Regions from separate parts of the Mus musculus genome. Here region 1 is linked to region 2. A link is a contact called in public promoter capture Hi-C data. All regions are on one chromosome and are shown on one strand. Each heading gives the region's core, a stretch centred on a gene start, on an enhancer-like site or on the middle of the called end of the contact. The rest is flanking DNA. Distances are from core to core; before and after follow the strand shown. Region 1 holds the start of Azgp1 (alpha-2-glycoprotein 1, zinc). Region 2 holds the start of Col26a1 (collagen, type XXVI, alpha 1).

The links. Capture Hi-C pulls out chosen DNA fragments and counts their contacts.
Region 1: a contact with region 2 is called in a promoter capture Hi-C map of liver, with 2.7 times the contacts expected there. The contact joins the promoter of Azgp1 here to the promoter of Col26a1 in region 2.

What each region holds. Positions count from the first base shown.
Region 1 is chr5:137,979,985-137,982,809 of GRCm38.p6, forward strand. It overlaps Azgp1 (alpha-2-glycoprotein 1, zinc), which reads left to right and starts at 1,537. Exons shown (of 4, transcript NM_013478.2): 1 at 1,537-1,636. The coding sequence starts at 1,576.
Region 2 is chr5:136,881,369-136,884,465 of GRCm38.p6, forward strand. Col26a1 (collagen, type XXVI, alpha 1) reads right to left here and starts at 1,847. Exons shown (of 13, transcript NM_001346699.1): 1 at 1,482-1,847. The coding sequence starts at 1,639.

The DNA of each region.
Region 1 (2,825 bases), core at 287-2,786, 1.1 Mb after region 2:
TAGACAGACAGGCAGATATTATAGATAGGAGATAGGAGATAAATACACACACACATACATACATACATACATACATACATACATACATACATACAAAGATTAAATATGGTATTAATTACTAATTTCTGTGACAAAACACTTGACAAGTGCAACTTGAGGAAAGTTTATTTTGGCTCATAGTTCAAGAACACACTCTGTCGTGGTAAGGAAGAAACAGTGGCAAGAACATGAAGCCATCAGCCACATTGCGCCTGCGGTCAGGAAGCACAGAAAGACAAGCTGGCATTCAGCTCACTTTCTCTTTTCCCATCTAGTCAGAGACCAGAGCCCATAGGATGGTACCATTCACATCCGGGGTGGGGCTTCGCATCTCAGTTAACCCCGGTCTAGAAAATCCTTTATAGAGACAACAGAAGCCTATCTCCATGATGATTCTAGACACTACCAAACTGGCAATCGTATTAACCTTAACATCATCCAAAGGGTGCAATGAATCCTGGTGCTCCATGCAATAAACCTGCTACCAAGAGAAACCCTGAATGAACTCCCTGGTTTAACTGCTCACACAGTGGCAATACATTACTACCTTCCTGATAGTTTTGCTGTAGATGACCCTTTAACTGAAGTCACCAGAGAATGTCTCCTTCTTTTCCTCCTGGGGGTTGGGGGGAGTGGCTCTTCTCTATGTCCCACAGTCTTCCCATTATCTAGGGTAAAGTGGCTACCTGCTTTCTTCTCTGCAGCTCTTAGTCTGGGTGGTCTTTGCCACCTGGAGCCTCCACTTTCAATGGCTTTCTAGCCTTCATAGCAAAGCTAGTGGGAGAATACACCGTTCAACCACATGAGTTCCAAAATTAGTGATCTTTAAAGTCAACTAAGAGGTTGGGATGTAGCTCAGTTGACAAATCGCTTGCCTAGCATGCGTGAAGTCCCAGGTTCCATCCCCAGCACAGCATAAACCGAGTATGGCAGCACAGGCTTGTAATCCCAGGTCCTGGGAAGTAGAAGGATCGTTATCAGCTACCCAGGAAGGCCAGCCTAGGACACATGAGACCCTGTCTCCGTTGGTCTATCATTAAAGTCTACTAAAAGCAAGGGGAGCTGGGGGGTGCATTTAGGTTTCCCCTTGGTTTCACAAGATGTAGTCTACTAGGTCCACGCTTTTGACATGTTCAAAACTTCTCTAGAAGGAAGAATTCATCTCTTCTTACATGGTCTTACAACACCCACATCCCCCTGCTGACACCAGGGTAGGAATGTCACAGTATAACACACCTTTCAGACATCTACCACTTACTATACAGACCTCCACTCCACTGGTATACTTTCATATGGGTGACACATATGATCCTTAGACTGGCTTTCTCTGCTCTCAGTTATCAGCTCCTGTGTGTGAACCCTGTGATCAAACCTCTGCCCAACCTGTTTGTGTGGCTCTTTTCATTGCTCTCTGGGGAGGAATTTCTTTAGCCTCTCTCATTGGCTGTGGAATCACCTCCCCCGGGCAGGATGCCAGACCTCAAGGCAAGAGCCTCATTTCCTGTGTAGACTGTTCTCCCGGGCACTACCGTAGCAATGGTGCCTGTCCTGCTGTCCCTGCCTCTCCTTCTGGGTCCTGCAGTCTTTCAGGAGACTGGTGAGTGGGCAAAACTAAGGAAGATTGGGAGAGAAGCAAAGGGAAGGCAGAAAATAAAATGTTGGGCCACACGAAGGACCCTTCATGTACCTGGGATTCCCATATATCCAGTACTTAGGGGTTTGTAACGTTGCCAATTAACTTAGTTCATGAATCTGAGAACGACTGGTGTGGCTCGGTTGAGAGGATGCTTGTTGTGGATGCAGGAAGCCTTCAATTCAGTCCTAAGCACCACATAAACCAAGTATCTCATGCCTATTATCCCAACACAAGGGAGCTAGAGGCAGATAGAGGTGCAAAAGTTCAAGGCAAGCATATGCTGTCTACTGGATTCTTTTTAAAAATCTTTCTTTATTGTAGGCTTCATGCATGCAGAGCAAGCACTGAGCTACACTGCTAGTCCTCAGCTCCACGGTCTTTAAGGTCTTACTTAACACAAGTCCAGTGACTTCCCGAATGCTTCTAGAAGGGTGAACTATGGTAACTGGCAACTTTGCAAACCCGTTACTACCATCATTGGGCTGGAGGTCTGTGTAGTAAATGGTAGATGCCTCTAAGGTGTGTTATTCTTACAGTGGAGTCAGACAGTGGACTTGACTATGGACCATACAGTTTCCTCTACTCTTCCCCTCCCTTTCTTCCCTGGGCTGAACACACTTGTCTGACTCTGGAGGGAAATGGAAGAGATCCCCGGGGAAAATGCAGAGGCAGGTTAGAAAACTCTATGAGGAAACCAGGACTTTCCTCTGTAGTGAGGTAAGGCAAGAGCCTCTAGGAGAGAAGAAGGAGGGAATCTGGGGGAGCCACATGAGTTCCAGGATGGGGGAATAAGGCTGTTCACTGCACATAAATTTTTGGGTGAAGATTCTTAAACCAAGCCAATTTTAAAACACTGGTACATTCTCAGAATGCTACATAACTATTTATTTATACCCGTTTATAATAAAGCATTGTATTTTGAATGTTAGGTATTTTCTAAAGGGGCTGGAGAGAAGACTTAGTGGTTAAAAGTAGTTACTGCTCTTGAAGAGAACCCGTGTTTAGTTCCCACACCCATGTAAGAGCTTATAATTACCTATAACTCTAGTGCCAGGGGATCTGTCACCCTCTTCTGTCCTCTTTTGCTACTGTACACATATGATACACAGACACGTGTGTGTGTGTGTGTGTGTGTGTGTATAAAATTTAA
Region 2 (3,097 bases), core at 597-3,096:
GCGGTGTGAGGATCAAAATACACCGCGTGGAGCTAGTACAGATGCGAGGATTGGAGAGGTCGTCAAATAGGAAAGTTAAATTCGGTAAGATTAGCAAACAACTCAGTAACATATATTTGGGTGCGCTGCCTTTTCTTTGAGAATTCAAAAACCATTGAGACAGCGCTAAACCATCGGAGGAGGATAGCGCGCCACCTGGCGGTAGATGGAGAAGCAACGGACAGGTCCAGGCACTGAGGGCTGAGTGACCCCGCGCCTCCACCAAGCCCACTGCGGAGCCGTGGGATCGGGGTGGGTACCCTGTTCCAGTGTGAATTGGACAGCCAAACTTTCTTCGGCCGCCTCGACCCCCAAAGGCCGAATGGAATGGGCTCTCCAGTGTCGCCAGGCGACCGAAAGGACTCATGGCCTGGTAACTCTGGGAACTGTAGAACACAAAGCCAAGGCCGCGCAGGTGAGCCGGGCTACTCCGTGGGGACTGAACCCGGAGTCTTGTGAGTCCCGGGAGCTCCCTCTACGACTCCCGGATGCAAGTCGGTGCCATCTCCATTCGAAGCCCAGGGCCGATGGGCACAGGGCAAAAAAAAAAAAAAAAGGGAAAGGACGGGTGGGCGCGACCGGAGACCACCAAGTCTGAGGCCCCAGGTTTCCAGAACCCCTCTCACACAAGTTGGCTCCCCGAACTCTTTAGGCCCGGGGTCCCAGCAAATGATCACAATATCTATTCCCTCTCCTGCACCCGACCACAAGGCTCCTACGGTCGTGCGTTCCAGGCGTCCGTAGTCCCCAGGCCTGCGTCCTTAGCACTGGGCTACTGTGCCTCGGAGGCCACCCCACTGTTCCCCATCTCGCTTTCGGTCTCCGTGCCCTCAGGCCTCGTGGTACAAGTCCCGTGTCCTTTCTTCCCAATCACTGGACCACTTCGCCTCTTAGTCTCTGTGGTGCGTCCCCAAACACAGAGCACTCAGCAGGGGGTCACTGCGCCTTGGAGCGCGCACTGGCTCTAATTCTCACGCCCCCGTGTCCTGAATACCCCAACATCCAGCCACCACTCCTCGGAGTCCTCACTGTCCTTTGATCTAGTTCCTGCGCCCCCAGCCCCTAGCCATTACGCCTCAGAATCCCCACTGCCCGACGATCCAGCTCCGCGGCGCCTCAAACTCGATGCCTTTCGACCCCAACACCCAACAGACCTCAACTCCTCGGATCCTCTGTTGTCCCACGATCTGGCCCTCACGCCGTCGAGCCTCTGCTTCCTAACATTCGACCACCTTTTCTGTGGTCCAGTCCTTGGTCCGCTATCCCGCGTCCCCCAGCACCGGGCCAATGTTCTTCACAGCCCCTGATGTCGCTGGATCCAACCCTCCGGGACCCTGGCTCACTGTCCTGCGTTACTAGTACCCGGTCACGGCTCTTCCGAGCCCCCGCTGTCCCGGGATCCAACCATCGTGCCCCCAGGCCCGGCCACTGGCGTTACTCACCGGCGACTCGAGTAGCCGTTGCCGGGGGAGCCGGCGCCCTGCTCCGGGTAGCCGTGCTGCTGCAAGGCTGCTGCCGGGAACGGGTAGAGAAAGCCGGTGGCCAGCGCCGACCCGCACAAGCAGCAGCACGCCCATGGTAACAGCAAAACCAGCTTCATTTTGCACCGCTCTCCCGCGGGGACCTAGGGTCCCGGGAGCCGGGAGCCGATCAGGAGTGCCCCAGACCGCTGGACTGACCCTGTTGCCCCAGGCTGGAGCGCAGGGAGCTAGCCGGTGATGGCGTGAAGTCAGGGTCGGAGGTGGAAGTCGTCTTGGGGGGGGGGGGCGCCCACGCCTCTCCAGGGCCGCCTTTTCAAATTCGGCGAGGTGGGCTCTGCGCAGTCGAAGGGGGCGTGGGTCTTTCTTTTTAACCCTCAGCGGTCCAGGACTGAGGAGGTGGCTACCAAGCCGGGGGTACCCCCAGGGACACACATGTTTCCAAACACTAAATCTTACATTGTGGGCTCTTATACACATTTTGCACTTTCCATACCAAGGTGGAGGAGGATTTGGTCCCTCTCAGTACCCAGTCTTTGATCAAACACCGTGACACTGTGAGATATCACTATCTCCATTTTTCAGAGGTAGATCTTGGACTCAAGGAAAGTTAAGCAAGGTTCTGTGGTAAAAGTGTGTGCTACAGAAACCTGACACCCATATAAAAAGCCTGCCATGACACTTAACCCCATCCTTAGAGCCTCCAGCCCTGGGGCTTCTGACCGGGCTCAAGGTTCAGTGAGGGAAACCTTGAATGGAGGTAAGAAAACAAGAGGACTAGAGCCGGACACCCTATGTTACTCTCTAGCCTCAATTTACCCATGCACACGCGTGTGCATAAGCCCCCTCTCACACACACACTTAAGCCTAGCTTGTGTGGTAGTGACCCCTATAATCCCAAGGCTCCACATGCTGATTGTGAATTTGGGGCCAGCCTAAGCTTCATAGTGACAACAGTAACCCAGAAAGTACAAACGGGGTTCTGCATCTGATAGTAGCACCCACAGCACAGGCCAGTTGACAGCAATGTGGAATATTCTGGTCTTTCTCGTTAGTCACGGTGTGGAGGGAAGGTTAGAAGACAAGAGTATTTTCAAATCCAGGTGAAGAGGAGGCTGTGAGCTAACCATTTGTTGAATGTCGCCGGTATCCATGAGGCACACTTCAGATTCCTTTGGGAGGAGGCGCTGAACACCCCTCCCCATAAAGTGGGGGTCCTCCAAACCCTTCAGAGCCCGAGGGAGACATGGATGGGGGGTGTGAAAAAAGGTCCTAGGTCTAAGACGCGCATCCCATGAAGGGGCTATCTACTCTGTGAAGAGTAAACCCGGCCTCCGAGACCCATGAGAACTTGGGAAGGGTGGACATTCCACAAAATAAAACAGAGCCAGGCTGAGCACGGCAGTGCATATCTGCGATTCCAGTTCTAGGAAGTTGGAAGCAGGAGTATTGGTCAGCCTGGGCTACATCACAAGACTTGGTAACAGACAAAAGAACTAAGTTGGGATTGGAGGAACTCTCGGGAAGGGATGGGCAATTTAGGGAAGAAGGTAAAGAGAGTTGAGTGTGATATATTGGGG